Regions from separate parts of the Bombyx mori genome. Here region 2 is linked to region 1. A link is a contact called in public Hi-C data. All regions are on one chromosome and are shown on one strand. Each heading gives the region's core, a stretch centred on a gene start, on an enhancer-like site or on the middle of the called end of the contact. The rest is flanking DNA. Distances are from core to core; before and after follow the strand shown.

Region 1 (6,593 bases), core at 1,536-4,035:
TGGCGGGTGTCGGCGCAGTACCTCCTGGGCACGACCCTTCGGCCTCGGGGGAGGAATTTGTGAGGATTGGGAAGTCCTCTGGGTGGTGGGAACACCTGGCCTAGCTGCCATGGCAGCATAGGAGGTAGAAGGAGTGGGATTGGGCTTTGGGACGTGTGGTCTGGTAGACTCGAGGTCCATATACCTGGTCGAATCCAGGTTACCCGCCGTGCCGCTTAGGGCGGGGGCACCTCGGGTTGAGTCTACCGGGATAGGGGAAAGCGTTGGGGAGGGAGAACGAGGAGGGGATCGTTGTTGCCTTAGGGCTATCCCTGTCCTGGCGGGAGCCCTAGGTTTCGGAGTTGGTTTAGCTGGGATTGGACTCCCAGAGGGGGACGAAGATCTGGACGAGGAGGGAGTGACTGATTCTGTCGAGGAATGAGCCGAGGACGTGGTCGAACTATCCTCCCCCTCCGATCTGGAGGAAGGGCCTAGTCTGGGACGCTTGTCCTTATCGCTCGATGAGCCTCGGTCAGACTCGGACCTGGCCTTCTTCCGCGGCCGAGAGGGCCCAGAGGGATCGGTCAACGAAGGAAGGTTATCTTCCTCCGGTTCGATCCTCAGAGTCCTCTGGGCCGCGACCGAAGGCCCGGGCAGACTGTCCGTCCCGAGTCCCATCGAGCCTATGCGAGCTGCTGGCGTTGGTTGGTATCTGCTTGATTGAGGCATCACCTGTCGTCCCTTGTGAGACGGGCCGGGAGTGCTGATGAGCGGGGGTGAATTTCCCCCAGACATGATATTAAGGTCTAGCAGGCTTAATTGGTCATTGGATCCCCAGGGAAATCAATTCGGTCAAGCTGAATGTTTTTGCTAGTTACCGACCGACCATATAAATAATATTCAAAGTAAATTGGTAACAGTAAACAAAAATTGAATTAGAGTAACTAAATTTAATATTAAATAATAAGATTAAAAGACTGTAATTTAAATGGACTAATAACTATTTATGGGTAATGATAATCAAATGTACATTAAAAGATATGGAACAATAGTGGGGTCAGTGAGTATCCACCGCTATAATAATATACAATAATAATAAATGAATTCAAAAACTAAATATAATACTACTGATAATACTAATAATACCAATTCTATAAAACAACATTTAATTACGCTACTATAAATCAATAAATGAATAAGAAGTATAATGTGTGTAAATATATATGTAATTATATCTATTCCTCTTTCCGGCCAACACGGACTACCCCAGCGTATGTCGACAGACCGGTGGTCCCAGATTTGACGGTTCCGAAAAATATTCGGGACCGTGAAATCCCCACCTTCCGGTCAGCCACACCACACCCTGCAGCAACCCAGTCAACCAAGTAATTAAAATAGAATAATAATTAAAATAAACTATAACCTAAACAAAATTTCATAAAACTTGAAGAACCTGTAAACAAAAGGATGGCGGGAACACCCTACCAGAACCCTACTAAAACTACAAAAATAACAAAAGGAAAACTAAATAATTACTGTATCTAATAAGAGACCACTTAAGAAGGTCGGCCGGTATACCAGAATTTACTATCTACGTAAAATTAAATGCTAAAAAAAATATTTTGCTAAAAGTGGGTAGATATGAAAAAAATTTTTTTAAAGCTACAGCAGCGCCAATTATTTACACAGTACTATATTACAAAAATTAATTTAATTTAATCTAAGTTGTAAAAATAATGAATGAAACTAATCTAAACTATTCTAAATTTTAACTAAGCTAAACTGGTATTACAGGGGTTCCAGCGCCATCAAACCTTAATAACTAGACCAATTTACCGGGTTTAGCGACCGCCCCGCCTAACCCCGAGGGGTAGGAGAGGACTGGGAGTGACACAGGGAGGCCAGACTCGATGGCGCTAACGTTCGCCGGTTTTATATCCAAATAAAACGGCGACGCAGCTTTCACAGGCTGGTCGACACCTACCCGTATTAAACTGGTGTTTAAAGAAAGAAGTGTCGATCCACTTACCTGGTCCCGGGTCCCGCGTTTCACTGCTCGGAATGTCTCCACCCCGAAACAGCACCGCTAGATTCAACACACGCACTTTGGGCACACACTGACTGCACAGCACAACACAGCAAGGGGCCACTTAGCCTGGTGTCCCGGGCAAGGTGATATTACTTAAACATATGTGTATATATAACATACATAATATTTATTTTTTCCATTCAATTCAAAAGTCAGGCTTACAGTTTGCACCAAAACGCCTGACTCGTTAACACAAAAAACATTATTAAAATTATTAATTACTATTATTATGCTAAAAATAACATTATTTTGGAAAAAGTATTCCCCAACTATCGGCGAGTACGTCAGCATCCTGGATTTCGGACAGAAATGACGCTAAGCAATTAAAATCCATCAAAATGCAGTTTGGGTTGCATGTTTCTAAGACGCCTCTAAAAGTTTTGAGTCTGAGTTTTAAGTATTTAACTTAAAAAAAAAGGGCAGCGTAGATACCTCAAAGTTACATGCTTCTTGGAACTACTACACTTGTCGTGTGTTGATGCTACTAAAACAATAACCTAGTCTTAAAGGAACACGGTTCTCAAACTTTCAACTGAATCGATTAAGTGAAACTCAAATGCATAGAACACTATTCACAACAAACTTAACAAAAATTCCTTTTCTATATATTAGTGGATCGGTAATGATGAATTAAATTGATGATGTCATTTACGGCTTTTGCATGACCTCGGGCTTGGTCATATCATGATGACGTCACTGTGATATCATATTATTGACACTATGCGGTTATTTGTTTAGAGAATTCGGGAATCTTTTTAGTTCAAATAGTAAAGTATTCTGTGATAATATGAGTTTTATAGAAGTAAGATTCATTTTCATTTTAAGCCGGATTGTTTTAATCGAAAGATGGTAGTTGGGTTTTTAATCGGTATAGATTTGGATTGGATATTACAAAAACCCATTAACGTTGCGGGTTTTTTACTCGGGTTTGTAACCCGCGGTTATTGTCGTAACGCAGGTCATGCCGCGGGGCGAAGCTAGTCTAAAAAAGGTAGTTAAGACCAGCCGTTCCAGAGATTAGCCGGAACAAACAGACAGACAAACAGACACAAAAGAAAAAAAGAAAAATTGGTATATGTATTTTTTATACATACTTACGCATTTAGTAAAAAGTGGTTATTTTATTATTACAAACAGACACTCCAATTTTATTTATTTGTATAGATTACGCGATAAGTTTTTGTAAGCAAATCAATAATTTCCTTACAAATCTTTTAGACAAGGTTACGGCAATTCAATGAATTAATATTTACCGAAATAAAATTTCACGATTCAAGATACGAAAAAAGTTCACAACTTTGAGAGCCATCACTCGTGCTATAATAATTACTGCAGTATGCTTGTTATGTTATAAGAGATTTTATCTTGAGTGTTAACAGACGCACTTAACTTTTAGAAAACAAAAAAAGCTCTTTTATGTACTCGCGAAGGAGCCACGGTGCGGTAATAAAATGGATAGTTAAGTGTTGCCATATTAAAAATTCTATTTTTGACAAATTGTTAGGTTTTTTTTATTGCCCTTGTAGGCAGACGAGCATACGGTCCACCTGATGCTGAGTGGTTACCGTCGCCCATGGACTTCAGCAATTCCAGGGGCAGAGCCAAGCCGCTGCCTACCGCTAAAACCACCTTACGTGACAAATCTATTTTATCTTGGTCTACGGAGATTTTGATTTTTCTGAGTTCGCATCTTAAATAGTACTCTGTGGAATTGTTTTAGATCATGAAGTCTCTTTCTTATCATCGCATCAGCTTAACAGAGCAGAGCATTTTAAGTGCCTTTCAAAAGATATTTTTGTCCGCTTACCCTCCAAAATGCCGACATATCCTCTCTCGTTAACTTGTCGATTTACCGTGCTCACTTACGATCGAGTTTGTGGTCATTTTGTCTCACAGTGCATTAAAAACATCGAATCCAAGCGTTAGGATCCAAAACAAGAACATCAAATATAAATCTACTAAATAGGTATTTATTGTTCAGAATGCTTTAGTCAAGCAACACGAAATACTTCGATAGGATTTATTCAAATATAATAAATAAATAAAAAGGTTTTTGGTGTGGGTGCGGGAAATAAGATGACAAAGATCTCACTTAGACTTCGAATGCTAAACATCTTTAAGGTCTGTTTTCATTTCCGACCGAAAATGGTTGTCGGCTTTGGCGCCAAATCCTTTTTTATTGCCCTTGTAGGCAGACGAGCATACGGCCCACCTGATGGTGAGTGGTTATCGTCGCTCATGGACGTTGGCCATGACAGGGGCAGAGCCAAGCCGCTGCCTACCGTTAAGTACTCTCCACAAGCCTCGTTTGACATGTCATTATGTCATCTACCTAGAAGTTATACTGACACACGCTTACAAATATCATAACGATTCCGTAATTTTATCCGACATTCACTCTTCCACATATCCGTAACCGCCAGATCTTCTCAGTGGGTCGCGTTTCCGAGCCGGTGGTAGATTATGCGAAGCACTGCTCTCGCTAGGGCTAGTGTTAGCAACGTCGTCAGGTTTGAGCCCCGCGAGCTCACCTACTTGTTAGGGCTACGCTGACATAGCCTATAGGCTATAAGCATAGGCAAGAAAAAAAAAATCTGTAACAACATAGCATCTCAAGGCTTAGGTAGGAAAATAATCTTATCAAATTAGTGTATTGTCATCGGTCCTCGATAAATCTACAAAGTTTGAATGAAATCTGGCCGTTTAAAGGGGGTCAAAATCGCGTCTAAAGGAGTCAGTTACAAACATACATACAAGTGAAGCTAATATAAAGCGTGTAAAAAAATCTGTAACTAGATAAATAATAATAAAAAATCTTGACACTGTTAAATGTATGGCAACCCAGAGACAGGGCGGTTCATGGTGAGATTAAAATAACTCTCTTCCCGGTTTGTTGAACTTGACAATAAACAGTGCGGGGACAAGCAATTTTTGAACGAAACAATACAGGGATTTACGTGACAATTCAATATCTCTTGTATTTATTTATCCGGGATCCTATCACAGTTAGTTTTAAAATTTCGTGATATGTTAGTTAGTAGACTGGTCGAGTTTATTTCTAGTAGAAACTATGAATATTTCATAGCAGTCGTGAGACGACTTAGATCTCACCTAGACTGGTGGTAGGACCTCTTGTGAGTCCACGCGGATATGTACCACCACCCTGCCTATTTCTGCCGTGAAGCAGTAATGCGTTTCGGTTTGAAGGATGGGGCAGCCGTTGTAACTATACTTGAGACCTTGGAACTTATATCTCAAGGTGGGTGGCGCATTTACGTCGTAGATGTCTATGGGCTCCAGTAACCACTTAACACCAGGTGGTGGTGGTGGTTTAAAAAGTGTTTACAAATTTCAACGACGGGCTATACTTGGACCAGACAAAGTATTTTATTTAGGTCAAAACATTTATGCTTTGATCATAAAATCGATTAGTAAGTACCTAGTTTCTCAGCCCAAGCGATGGCGAGTTATTGAACCTATTGTGCATAATTTACATAATGAACGACCCTATTATCAACGCCATCTGTTATTAATAGGGTATAACGAATGCTACTAGTGTTAGATTTTTTTATTGCATAGACCGGTCCACGAACTCACGTCTCATCTACTGTTGTGGTTACAGGAGCCCAAGGACATCACAAGGCGAATGCCGCGAGCCCCCCTGAGTCATTAGATTGAAGTTCCAGTTTATAGAGTGGCTCCTTAAAATCCGAACATATGATTGATTCCGACCCTCAACACGGTAGCCGGTAAGTATCGATTCAAACATAAAAAAGCTGTATTTCATGAATGAACGATCGCGAATAACAAATCACACAACAGAGTGAGATTAAATGTGACGTGAACGCATAAAATTAACATCGCATATCAATCTGTACTATTTTTAAACCGACCTACGACAATACGAACTCGCCAATGATTAAAACAGACGCGAATCGATTGTCGGCTGCTTTGAATACCCTCCTTAGCTATTATACCACATACTTTGGGTTCGCTTCGTTATTAATAGTAGATTTGATAAATAAACCCATATTTATAAGAATTCTTCTTGTACTTAACCCATTAAGTGGAGTTGACGCAGCGTGTCCTATTTTTCAGTTCATGCTGATCATACGTCATCTCTGTACTCGAATTCTTCTCTGGCATATCCTCTTCCACGCAGTCCATCCAAGTCTTTTTAGGACGCTCCCTCAAAATACCATGGTTACATGATGATCCTCTTCGCATAACATGACCATACTACTTAAAGCGTATTCTCTTTTAGTTGTTAAGCCCACTTTTTAGTTGTTAAGCTTAGTTTAAAACTAAAGATCTTAAAGTATTTACATGTTTATTGTAAGTGCAAAAGTTTATACGTATTGTATGTATCTATCTTCGATCTTAGACGAACAGCTGGCCCAAACTGGATAGACGTAGCACAGGACAGAGACGCTTGGGCATCTTTGGAGGAGGCCTTTACCCAATCCGGGGTTCTTGCTAACTAAATTTTACTGTTTCATTACAAAACTCTTTTAGATCCTAAATA
Region 2 (6,593 bases), core at 1,077-3,576, 44 kb after region 1:
ACGTCGTATTTCGTTTCAACTTATTATTAACATTTTAACGCTTTAATGTAATGTGGAAAACAACGAAAATATATCCTTTATTATTTATTAGATAAACATTTCCGGACTGTCGTGTATACATTTTTAATAAATTAATAAAATTATTCAAGTACATTCGTTACATACTGAGGTAGCATGAAACGAAAAAGGTTTAAGACTTTAAATTTTTAATAAATTATTTCGTTCCGTATCTGGTGCAAAATTTTACTAAGTACCTAATTCTATAACATACAATATCAAATCCAGAACTACGAGGTACTTTGGTAAGACAAAGATGTCTTTTTGTCAACATGTACCTTGAGAAAATGAACGTCATGTAATCCAATTATTGATTAGCGCGTCTGGCAATCGTTGCTTGCACTGAAAACATACAAAAACCATAGAATTTGATCCCAGTGTCACCTATGAAGTCACAATTGTAAATATTTACTTCTTTTTTCCTACCTAAGCTGATGGTCTAGAGAGACCATGTCAGCGTCGCCGGGCTAGTAGGTGAGCTCACGGGGCTCAAACCTGACGATAATATTTCCTAGGAAACCTCATTTGGTCTATTAAGATCCCGAAAACACAGCCCACTGACTTTCACGCCGGATCTACTCAGCAGGTCGTGATTCCGATCCCATGGTAGATTCAGCGAAGTCCTGCTCTTGCTAGGGCTAATAGCCTCTTAGGCTACGAGCGAACACGTAGAGAAAAAGAACTATTAAGTTTTTTTTTTTATTGCCCTTGTGGGCAGACGAGCATACGGCCCACCTGATGGTGAGTGGTTACCGTCGCCCATGGACGTCAGCAATGCCAGGGGCAGAGCCAAGCCGCTGCCTACCGTTAAAGATATTCAGTTCAATCGTTTTCAAGATTATAATTAATTACCTTAACGATCATGAAAGAAATAAAAATCATTGTTATGTTAAATATTTATACTTATAATTTCTATGGTTGTAATTTGTTTTGTGTATCAATAAAAAGAAAAAAGAAAAAAAAAGGACGCCTCCTTTTTTCACTTCCATTATAGGCATACCCTCATCGGCGCTATATTCTTCTTGAAAGGGTTATGAAACATTCAATGTTACTAAAAACTAAACGTCATTGCACCCAATAAACAATCATCTATAACCTGTACGAGAGTTCGTAGGTCGAACAGGTTTCGTTTGAAAACAATGGAGCCATTTTTCTTCAGCCAACAGGATAAGGAATTCATTCATTGTTCGAAGTTTAAATTTGAAACTCGAATCCCAAGTTTGTGCTCGGTGTTATATTCCTGTAGTGTTTTCATGAGGTCGTGATATTGAATATACCTATTCTTATAATAGGTAGTCCAAGTACGTACTTCTTTATACTCGATCAAAGAATTGAAATATTTATTAGATGTTAAACTCTAATAAGCCTTATAGTTTTCTATGTATTGTGATTTTCATTACCAATTATGTAATTTAAATACATCGATGCGATCGTGGCATCGATTCTGAGTGCAAATTGAATTTGCTAATAACGGATTTGAAAAATTAAAACTACCCTATAATAAAACTATTAATAAATATGTAAGTATTTGTCATTACCGCAGCGAGTAGACGTTTCTTCGACATTCAAAGGTGTGATTAAAACAAAACCAACATTCTTGTACAGATAAGATTATTTGAGAGGGTATTTTAGATTATACATACGTTTTTATAATAATAAAAAATTGTAAATGTGAAAAATGCTTACTCTGCTCATCTAGTACGTTGGTTACCGTCATGGAATATCAGAAAGTGAAGTCCACCCACCTTGGAACACGAGTCGAAGTTCTAAATGTATTTTTGTAATGACTGTCCCATCCACAAACCGGAACGCCACGCGGCAGGATAATGGTGCTTACCCGTGCCGGCTTTCGGGTTTATACATAGATTGCCGCTATAGTTTTTTCCAAACAGCGGCTTGGCTGTTCCCTTAGAATTGGCTATGATCACGAGCGACCGTGATCGCAATACTATGGGCCGCTTGGTTTTATTCCGTACGAAAGGCAAAGGAATTTTTTAAAAACCTATTTTAGATTCAATAAAATACAGAACGGAAAACGAATAGGTAATGCCTAGCACTAAAAACTATTTTTAAATTCAGAATACCTACATACGATTTTCTATCAGCTTATTTATTATTTGGTTGGTATTACTTACATATTTGGTTGGTATAACTTGCAACAAAATGAAAGGTAGCGTATAAAACTAGGGTAGGTACTAAGTATCGCAGCGTAGGCTACATTTCAAAATGCTAAATCGTTATCATTGAGCGTTGCGCCATCGTGTGCTGTTTTATTAATAGAAATTCGAATTTGAAATGTTAAACGTTGGTATTTATAATGAATAATTTGAAATACGAAAATTGTTTATGGTAATAAGAATTTCCGAATTAGAACAACTATTTTTGAAGAAACAGTGTCTTCGAATACTACATAAATTATTGACTTGCCTTTCGAAATTAATCTCGTAAATTATTGTTAATTTACTAACAGTAAATTTATTTTCTTGCACGATTCGTACCATGAGAAATTCACACGGGGAAATGGGTATTCCAGTTTTTGTTCGGCGCCTATTCAATGGGTAAAACCGGCGCGTACCTACCTATGTAATAAGTTTACCCGCCATCGTGTATAACCTTTTTTTTTGTTCTTTGAACTTACATACATGCATGTACGCATTTGTTATTCATTGAATCCTTTCAATTTTAAAGAACATATATTATGAGAATTAATAATGTAGAATAAAAAATTGTACAGAATGGATGAAAGTGAAAACAAAGTTAGTCGAGGCCGTGAACGCAAAAAAAACAACTGTATTTAGTGAGCGGATGAAATCTGAAGGCGTCAGGTAAACAGCTTAGATAACTTTTCATACACTATACGCTGAATATACAACTTTATCATGCGCGTGTGCAAACATTAATCAAAAAACTGTCGTCACTATCGTTATACATGTACGTATGATAACGTGACCCGATTACAACAAAAAGTCTGTTTTATAAAACAAAAAATATGTATAGCTACGTAAGAGCATAAAACCGACCTGCTATCCTGAGGACTGCACGGTCGGCCGGGTCCAACTGCAGAATGGACAAAGGCTTGTCCTTCGCCCATTCTTTCAAGCTGAAATCGTTTTCGAATTCCATTTTTCTGTCATCCAAAACACGAAGTCTCGCGCGAACTCTCGCACATAATTGAATTGATCACAGCACAACACTACCACCGAATATTACACAACAAACACATGTTTTAGATTATAATACAAATAAAAAGTAAACAATACGTTACGTTCATTGTAACATGAAAATCAATAAAGTTAGCGCATATCACAGCGCGCTTCAATACCCTTAAAAACTGTTAGCTTAACAATATAATCAACACTTGCATAGCACTAATATTCAAGAAAAAAATATTAAGATTGACTGCAACAAACTCCTGTTCAAAGGGACGGAGTGACAACAAACGATTTATAGGTTATAGAATTCGTTGAGCGTCATACACCGAGCCGGCGGACTGACATGATGCGACTGTCTAGTTCGAGAAAAAGCCGCAAAACGTCGCTGTTATCACTCAGCTGTTTTGGCGCATGTTCACTTCAATATAATACAGTAAAGTTAAATTTTCACATCAATACATTAGGGGTTTGCTAAGCAAGCAGGTTTATTTTTTGGTGGTGTAATGGTCTAACATTAAAGAGCTTGTTGCTGCTAGTTCCATCTATGTTAAAATATTTGAAGATAATTTCTAAGCGCTTACAAATGGATTGTACAGATGGCAGTATTTAAAGTCAGTGGACTTAATAAATTATTATTTCATTGTCTAGTCTTTTACGCAAATCTTATTCCTTTTATATCTACTAGTGTCGAATTTATTTATTAAAAATGAAATTAAGTTGATTACCTATCTGAAATTGTGACCAATTGGGTAGAAATGAATTGAAATTAAATGAAATGGAATGTTAAGAGATGAGGTGAAGTAATATTCTGGTAAAGCAGTGAGAGTTAACAGAGATGGCAGAAGTTTTGACAGAAACCGAAAAGCCAAACTCAGAGATTAAGGTTTCATTTTCCCTCACTTGCAATAAGTTCACTGATGATAAATGCTTCACAAGCCACCATTGATAAATGTTTAAACCTGAAGAAAATAAAATATTCTAGTCCTTGTAATGTCTCTCCTCGCGTTCCCTTCAAATAGTGATGGGCATTGAGTAAATAAAAGTTTTTATTAAAGTAAGTAACAGTAATTTTATCAGTAACTTTTACTGATGGTAGGACCTCTTGTGAGTCCGCACGGGTAGGTACCACCACCCTGCCTATTTCTGCCGTGAAGCAATAATGCGTTTCGGTTTGTAGGGAGTTGCAGCCGTTGTAACTATACTTGAGACCTTAGAACTGATATCTCAAGGTGGGTGGCGCATTTACGTTGTGGATGTCTATGGGCTCCAGTAACCACTTAACACCAGGTGGGCTGTGAGCTCGTCCACCCATATAAGCAATAAAAAAAATAAAAAAAACATAAAATTATTAGTCTGTAGTGAAGTTCGCCACAGCTTGAAATTAATGAACGTTTGCAAAGAAATTGCCTAGGTTTTATTTAACTTCACCATATACAAGATTACGTTGACAAGTTATGGTCGTTGTCGTATCTGCTTGTCTACCACATGCTGTACTTTTTCTGTAAAGTCTTCAGCAGTAATATCAGTACCAAGCTTTAAGTGTATAATCTATGAGCAAGCTGGAACTGCGTAATGCCTACTCCTAACGGTAGGCATTTCGGCAATATAGTCAACTATTTCACCTATAACATCTTCCCCCTTAAATATCCCGTCGTATCGTGAGTTTGCTGCCTGTCTGTAGGAACAGACAGGCAGCAAACTCACGATCCATCTGATTTTAAGTGGGAACCAGAACTCATTGTCATAGCTAGTTCAACCCCACAAGCCGGAAAGAATTAATGCTTTGCGGCAGAAATAGCTAACGCCCTAATCAAACTTAATTGCTGGCAAGCTTACAATACGCCCTACAAGCAGTTATTACGCAAATTATGTTTTTCCGGTTTAGATTACTATTACATTAATGTATTCCTTCATTGTGGAAGTCATTTACCAACATGGGTTAGGTACGAATTTCATTAAATATTTTTACCTGCATCATTGATTGAAAGCCGGCGTGGGCGTATCCTTTAATTTAAACACATCGAGTGTCTTATCCCTCAGGCAATTATGTATTCTCTTAGGACACTTAGATATGCCCTGATGAATTCAACGTTTTTGAGCTCTGATGAGTTTCAACTGGGTTTGACGGTAATATGTATAACACTAGCAGCAACTGAAGAAGCATAGGTCAGCATACTCTAAGTATGCAATTGCAAATTGTACTTACTTAGAGTTACACTTTACAATTACTTACAATTTACAATTGACATCCTTACTTTTTCTCTTTCTGAGTAGGTACTGTTTCAGAGTGAGGACCGGACGTTTGATTGAAAAAGCTAGAGAAGGGTTCTTTAGAGTTTTTACTTTGTTCCCACATACCAAGTCGTGTCCTAACTATTCGGTACAGCGATTAAAGTTCCCGTCTTTCCCAAAGATGACAATCTCAGTCTTTGTACAAATTTAAAACCGAGAAACTTAATCAATACCAGAATTTTGTAGAAATAAAAATCACTGTCTCTGAAGCGTTACCATAGCGACAGAAATGTCAAAACTCATAGCTTGTTTACTTTTAAACAACATTACCTACAAAGTGTTTTTTCTCGCAAAAGCTCTTGATTTTTATAGATTATTCTGCGATTTTAAAGAACAAAGAGCTGCAAGATATGCACACTTTATTTCTTAAAAAAATGTTTACTTATTTCTTAACCCTGTCCTAAATTCAACATTGACTGGTTCTAATTAGGTTATGTTTTATCAATACCCATAAACTTTGTAAGTTCGTGTTCTCCTGGTACCGTATTGTTCCAGTGACCCAAATAGACTAATGTCTTTGTCCTATGAAGCAGAATATCAAAGGATAAACAGCGTCGCGGTTATGATTTCAATCATAAACTGGAAAATGAATTTACCCAAAAGTTTATCTTTTTGCAGAATATTGTGATGGATATCAAGGTACAGTTAGCAAGCTTTATAAAATTATAAACTCGTTTGTTTAATTACCTAACTAAATACGAAAATTTAATTATATTTTGAATATCATTAATTTAAAGAGATTTGTGTTTTGGTAGCCGAGAATCAGTATGCCATGTTACTATCAACATACAGATAGGTAGTTCAATTTATTTAGTAGCTATTTCATTGAACTACAATTAACTCTGATTGTATTAAACAAATAGCTAAATGGTAAATAAATATATTTTCAGAGAAACGGAAAGATATCAAGACATAGTAAGCCAAAAACTGATAAGTTAACTCTGTCTGGAAATTTTACTTCTCAGCATCGAGCTTTTGATGTGATACCCCACTGTGATAGAGAGATCATGAGACAAAATATTTTAGAACAGGTTATGAAGAAGACAGGACAAGTAAGACAAAATAAAGATGACGGGATGTATGAGGATCCGA

What was found. A called contact is a pair of places that touch in the nucleus more often than the background predicts.
Region 2: a contact with region 1 is called in a Hi-C map of midgut, with 2.7 times the contacts expected there. The contact joins the promoter of LOC101742766 here to the enhancer-like site in region 1. A contact is called at or near these places in 2 of 7 Hi-C or Micro-C datasets (midgut and whole pupa).

The regions. Positions count from the first base shown.
Region 1 is chr20:2,676,831-2,683,423 of ASM3026992v2, forward strand. All of the region lies in intron 2 of LOC101742624 (dystonin), which reads right to left. Among protein-coding and RNA genes, the nearest start is that of LOC134200724, 27 kb to the right of the region's middle. Within about 2 kb of position 2,786, at least 4 of the 8 cell types and tissues checked have open chromatin away from gene starts, as enhancers often do.
Region 2 is chr20:2,721,297-2,727,889 of ASM3026992v2, forward strand. It overlaps LOC101742766 (protein Cep89 homolog), which reads left to right and starts at 2,327. Exons shown (of 15, transcript XM_062674297.1): 1 at 2,327-2,406; 2 at 2,792-2,882; 3 at 5,997-6,140; 4 at 6,392-6,593. The coding sequence starts at 6,129. LOC101742624 (dystonin) reads right to left here and starts at 5,654. Exons shown (of 111, transcript XM_062674251.1): 1 at 5,465-5,654; 2 at 3,078-3,157. The coding sequence starts at 5,565. It overlaps LOC134200731 (a long non-coding RNA gene), which reads right to left and starts at 1,429. Exons shown (of 2, transcript XR_009975774.1): 1 at 1,154-1,429; 2 at 70-399.